Linked DNA regions of Mus musculus: region 2 is linked to region 1. The links are chromatin contacts, called in public HiCAR-type maps. All regions are on one chromosome and are shown on one strand. Each heading gives the region's core, a stretch centred on a gene start, on an enhancer-like site or on the middle of the called end of the contact. The rest is flanking DNA. Distances are from core to core; before and after follow the strand shown. Region 1 holds the start of Lrrc75b (leucine rich repeat containing 75B). Region 2 holds the start of Icosl (icos ligand).

Region 1 (2,616 bases), core at 54-2,553:
GTTCTAGGCATTGTGACACTTCCAGTCCAGGCCAGCTCCTTTCTTTCTAGCTTAGTGTCCAGCCTTCCCTCCCTCCCTGCTTTCTCCTCCCCCTTGGCTCCCACCTTCCTCTTCTCGCACTCCAAGGTATGATGCCTAGCCCTGGCTTAGCCTCCGGAAACAACACGGTCAGGATCTGGGAGGAATCCATGTCTGTCTCCAGCCCCGAGGATGCAGGGAAGAAGAGGGTTTACCTGGCTCTCAGCTCTGGACAAGGGGGTCTGAGAAGGCCCTGGGATACTTGGACTGGAAGCTCAAAGCTCTGGCATTCGCACACTGTCAATTCAGCCACAGCCTTGGCCCTGGCAGAGGGCAGACTGGGTCGTCATGCAGGTTTGCCAGGGAGGAAACCTGTCGTGCCAAGGTGGCCGGCCCTAGGACAATGATGCTGCAGAGGAGGGGATGGGAGGCTGCGTGGAGGGTAGCGGGGGAAGAAGGTCCAAGAATCAGGAAGGATGCTGACTTCTGCCATGTCTGAGGGTCTCAGTCCTAGGGCATCACAAAGCCTGACATCCAGTCTCTCACCTCTACCTTCAGTTTCTGGTCAAGCATTGCTTGACCCAAAGGAAGGATTCTGGCAGGTATCTCTCACTAAATGCCCTAGGATGGGTCTACTCTCACATCCTTCAGCTAGGCTTGCACACTTGCCCCGCCGTGCATCCCAGACTCAGGCCGGACACATGTTTTTTAATTAGGAGGAGGGGTGAGGGGGGCAGAGTCTAGAGTGCAAAGCCACAAAAGCCCCCTCCTCTGTAATATGAGAAACCGGGATCGTGTGTGGCTGCATCGAGCATCAGGCTTCCAACAGGAACTGCTGAGGAAACCCCCACAGGAGCTAGATGCTCTTCAGAGGAGTCAGGGACCCTTTAGAACCAGGAACATATATGCAGGGCCTGGCGCCAGGCTGCCCAGAGCTGGGCTTAGCCTGTTCATCTCTCAGGCATGGGGGGATCAGAGGAAGCCAACTATGCTCAGCCTGCCTAGGCCTGCTTCTGTCCTCCTCTGAGCAGTAAGTATCATCCGGTATTTGCCGAGGCTGCTAACACCCACACTGAGTGGACAAGGCAGATGGATCCACTTGCTTGCAGGGGCGATTCCTGAAACAGGGTGCAGGCTTTGCCTAAAGCACCCTCACCCGCCTGAAGCACTTTTTGTACAGACAGACGACGATTTTCCCCCCCAAGTCAGCCCCGACTGGGGCCACATGATTGAGAGGTGCCAAATGCCACCTTGTCCTCCGCAGCGTCCGCCCTGGCTGCTCCCGGGAAGAGCTCCAACACCAGGTCGTACGCGGGCGGGGCCCTCGACAACGAAACCTCTGCCAAAGAGGAGTGACCCTGGGCTCCACGCTGGCGGCCAGTGCTTGGGCGCGCAGCCGTAGACCCGGCATTGCCCATCCCGCGCATCCCGGGCGGGGCGCGGCGCGGCTAACCCGCCTCCCTTCCATCCTCCCGGCGCCCGCCCGCGGCGGCCATGGGGGCGCGGCTGGGGCGGCGGGCGAGAGCAGATGCCCCTGCGGCGCCGAGTGCGGGGCCCGCGCCCTACGAGCGCCGGGTGCGCTGGCTGCGAGAGATCCAGTCCACGCTTCGGGAGCGGCGGCCGGAGCGCGCTCGGCAGCTGCTGCGCCTCCTGCGCCAGGCGAGAGAAAGAGCGGGGCGGCCCGGGATTGAGGGTGTCAGGGAGGGGCCGGGGTTGCGGGCTCAGGGGTGGGTGCGTTTCTAGCGGCACGCGGGGTTTGCAGGCGTTGTGCTTCTTGCCTGGAGGGAGGTTGCAGATTAAAGTGGGGGGCCAGGTGGGGCTGGTGGATTGCTTGCTAAAGATGGGGCTGGCACGTTGGGACACTGGGATTTGAAGTCTGACGTGTTGAGTGTGTGTGTTGAGGGACCTCCAGTCTGGAGCTAAGAGCCCAGATTTGGACCTTTTCGAGAGCCGGAGTGGGCATCTCTCACTAAAGGACAATGGGAAGAATGCAGCTCCCCATCCTGCAGGAAGAAAGGAAGCAGCAGATCTGGGAGAAGAGGTCCTGGGAGGCGTAGCCCCGATGGTCAGGAGACAGATACCATAACAGCCCAGACAAAGCCACAGCGCACGCACCTTTCTGACAGGCAGCTTGAGCCCACCGAGGATACACAACCACATTTGTACATTGCATCGCCACATCTGGCCCTTTGGGAGACACATTCGGTACCTTAGCCAGATTTCCTGAGCCCTGAGTTGCCCTAGGGAGACAGGGATGCCTGTCCCAGCATGACCCCTAGGCAAATCACTTCCTACTCAGCCTCTTCACCCTCGGCTGTAGCTGATGCTCCCTCCCACCGTGAAGGTAGTAGCCGCTTAGAGTTAGAGAAGCTGGGAGAAATGATGAGCCAGGACCCAGACAGAAAGCTGAGAGAAGGCGGGGCTAGGGATGCAGTTCGATATTATGGAATTTGAGAGGACTCAGCTCTGTCCCCAGAAAACAGGATAAACCAGGCATGGTGGTGTATGTTTGTATTCCCCATCACTTGGGAGGGGGAGGCAAGAGATTAGGAGTTCAAGGTCATCCTCAGCTATAAAGCAAGTTCAGGACCAACCTAT
Region 2 (2,616 bases), core at 58-2,557, 2.5 Mb before region 1:
CAGAGTTTGCCTAGTCTCCCAAGGCCGTCTGTTCTATGGAGACTCTCTATAGGGGCTAAGACCCTGCAGCAGGTCACAGACACTTCACAGTTGCCCACACACCTTTTATAAAACCTCACTCTCAGCCAGGCAGTGGTGGCGCACGCCTTTAATCCCAGCACTTGGGAGGCAGAGGCAGGCAGATTTCTGAGTTTGAGGCCAGCCTGGTCTACAGAGTAAGTTCCAGGACAGCCAGGGCTACACAGAGAAACCCTGTCTCAAAAAAACACCAACCAACCAACCAACCAACCAACCAACCAACCAACCAACCAAAAATTCTCCCTCTCTTTCAACAGCAGCCCTGAAATTCTCAGAAGATTGTCTCAAAAGAAACCCTTGGGAAGCCACAGGGAGGGATGGATGGACACACACACACACGCACACACGGGGGGGGGGGGGTGTCCCCAGGAATGATTAGTGGGCAAACCACAAACTCAAGCCAGCCACTGGCCAGCAGGCACTCGGTAGCCTGCAAGGTCTCCCCTTTTCTATCCCTGGAGACTCTGTGGTTAGGACACTTGTGGACTGAGGACCTCAGCAAGTAGCCAGTGGAGATGGAGTGTCTACGGTACAAGTGCCTGAGGGAAATATTTGCAAAACGCCGGAGCGCAAAACTGTCTCTCTCTCACACACACACACACACCCCTCCTACACACCTCCCACTTCCCCTGCCCAGTCTGGATCTGTGAGGGAAGTCAAGTGTACAAGGAGGTGTCCTGTCCCCATGCACTGGGTATCAGCTGGCCTTTGAGGTAACACACATCCTCCCTTCTGGGAAATCAACAGGGAGAAGGGCGGCGGCGGCTAAGCCAGTGCCCATGGCTGCTATGAGTTTTCACCTTCAGTACCGGCTCTTGCCCTTCCTCCGCCTACAGCCGCCCACGCGCCGGGGTCTGGTCCGCGGGTGCAGCGGGTTAGCCCTGCGCCGCCCCCTGCCGTCCAAGCCGGCAGGTCCAGGTGTGGCCGCTAGCCGTCCGGAACTGGGCACATCTGCGCCGGTACAGAGCCGCTGCGCTAGCGTCGGGCAATCTCAGTCCTAGTTCGGGTGGGTCCCCGGCTCCCCCACCCCACTCACGGGACACAACAGCGAACGGACTCACTTTAGCTGCATGGTGCGAGCGCAGACTGCGGGGTGCTGGATTTCGGACGCGGAGAGTTGCAGCGGCTGGGGTTCCGGAGCTGTTGGGGGCCACGAAGAACTGGGGAGCTTCCAGGCTTGGGGCGCTGAAATCTGGGGTTCTTGAGGCTTTGGCGGCAGGAGACCCGCTGTAACTGCGCTCGCTAGCGCTGCGCGCCTGGCTAATTGGGCACAGGCGGGATCCCGCCCTCGGCCCATCCCTCCGGCCACCTCCGAGCGGGGGTTGGAGGCGGGGAGCTCCGCCTCCGCTCTCCCGCTCCCGAAAGTAACCCAATCGGCTGCTGAGCAGGGTCGGAGACTTGGGCATGAGTTACAGGTGCCAGGGTGTGGGGTGGTTTGTGGATCCCGGCGAGGGCAAAAGGAGGGCCGGCTCCGGTGCGGCCGAAAGTCTGGGCACTGAGGCTTAGGGTGAGGGTGGGAAGACAGGAAACTCAGCCGCTGCACCCCCCACCCCCCCCCCCCCCAACGCTGCCCAGAACATTCCCGGCCTGGTCCCTGCGTCCCTCTTTTAGAGCCCGATGTTGGGCCCTGTCTTGTAGAAGATGAACCAAGGTTCAAAGCCCGGACCTGGGGCTGACCAAAGACCGTAGATGATCAGAAAACCTAACGACTAGGAATTAAAAAGTGAAAGCCAGGCGAGTGGGAGGAGAGAGGGGCCAGCAGGAGGGAGAAAGGGAGGAGAAGACGGGCTCCACTCTTGTCCAGATCTCCCATCACCCAACTTCGAAGGCTTGGTGAGGGATAAAGTTGTGGAACACAGAATGAAGTGTCCATTTTCTCCTCCAAAGCCAGCCAGACTTGGCAATCCTGTTCCCAGCCTCGTGCTCTCTGGCACTCACTCTGGGAGAGCCTTAACGGTTCATAAGCGTTGAGCCTGTGTCTAAGCTCAGGACTCTCTTCTCACCCCATTCCCTGCTCTCCCTCAACCCCCACGCCCCCTCCCCGCCCCACCTGCCAGTGAATTGAGAATGCGGGAGGCCAGGGAGAGGCAGGCAGGTGGATCTCTTGAGTCTGAGGCTAGCCTGGTCTACAGAGTGAGTTCTAGGACAGTCAGGGCTACACAGAGAAACCCTGTCTCGAAAAAGAAAAGGAAGAGAAGGTGGAGGAGGAGGCGGGGAGGAGGAGGAGGAAAGAAGAGAAGAGAAGAGAAGAGAAGAGAAGAGAAGAGAAGAGAAGAAGAAAAGAAAAAAGAAAAAAGGAAAAGAAAAGAAAAGAAAAGAAAAGAAAAGAAAAGAAAAGAAAAGAAAAGAAAAGAAAAGAAAAAGAAGCCGAGCAGTGGTGGCGCATGCCTTTAATCCCAACACTTGGGAGGCAGAGGCAGGTGGATTTCTGAGTTCGAGGCCAGCCTGGTCTACAGAGTGAGTTCCAGGACAGCCAGGGCTACACAGAGAAACCCTGTCTTGAAAAAAAAAGAAAGGGAGGGAGGGAGGGAGGGGGAG

What was found. HiCAR-type assays count read pairs that join an accessible place to other places.
Region 2: a contact with region 1 is called in a HiCAR-type map of astrocytes, with 3 times the contacts expected there. The contact joins the promoter of Icosl here to the promoter of Lrrc75b in region 1. A contact is called at or near these places in 2 of 39 promoter capture datasets (both in liver) and 1 of 115 datasets of contacts at active chromatin or transcription factors (astrocytes).

The regions. Positions count from the first base shown.
Region 1 is chr10:75,559,017-75,561,632 of GRCm38.p6, reverse strand. Lrrc75b (leucine rich repeat containing 75B) reads left to right here and starts at 1,303. Exons shown (of 4, transcript NM_198860.2): 1 at 1,303-1,677. The coding sequence starts at 1,513. It also overlaps a transcript of Ggt1 not described here.
Region 2 is chr10:78,068,059-78,070,674 of GRCm38.p6, reverse strand. Icosl (icos ligand) reads right to left here and starts at 1,307. Exons shown (of 7, transcript NM_015790.3): 1 at 1,140-1,307. The coding sequence starts at 1,150. Gm51775 (a long non-coding RNA gene) reads left to right here and starts at 200. Exons shown (of 3, transcript XR_003948913.1): 1 at 200-215.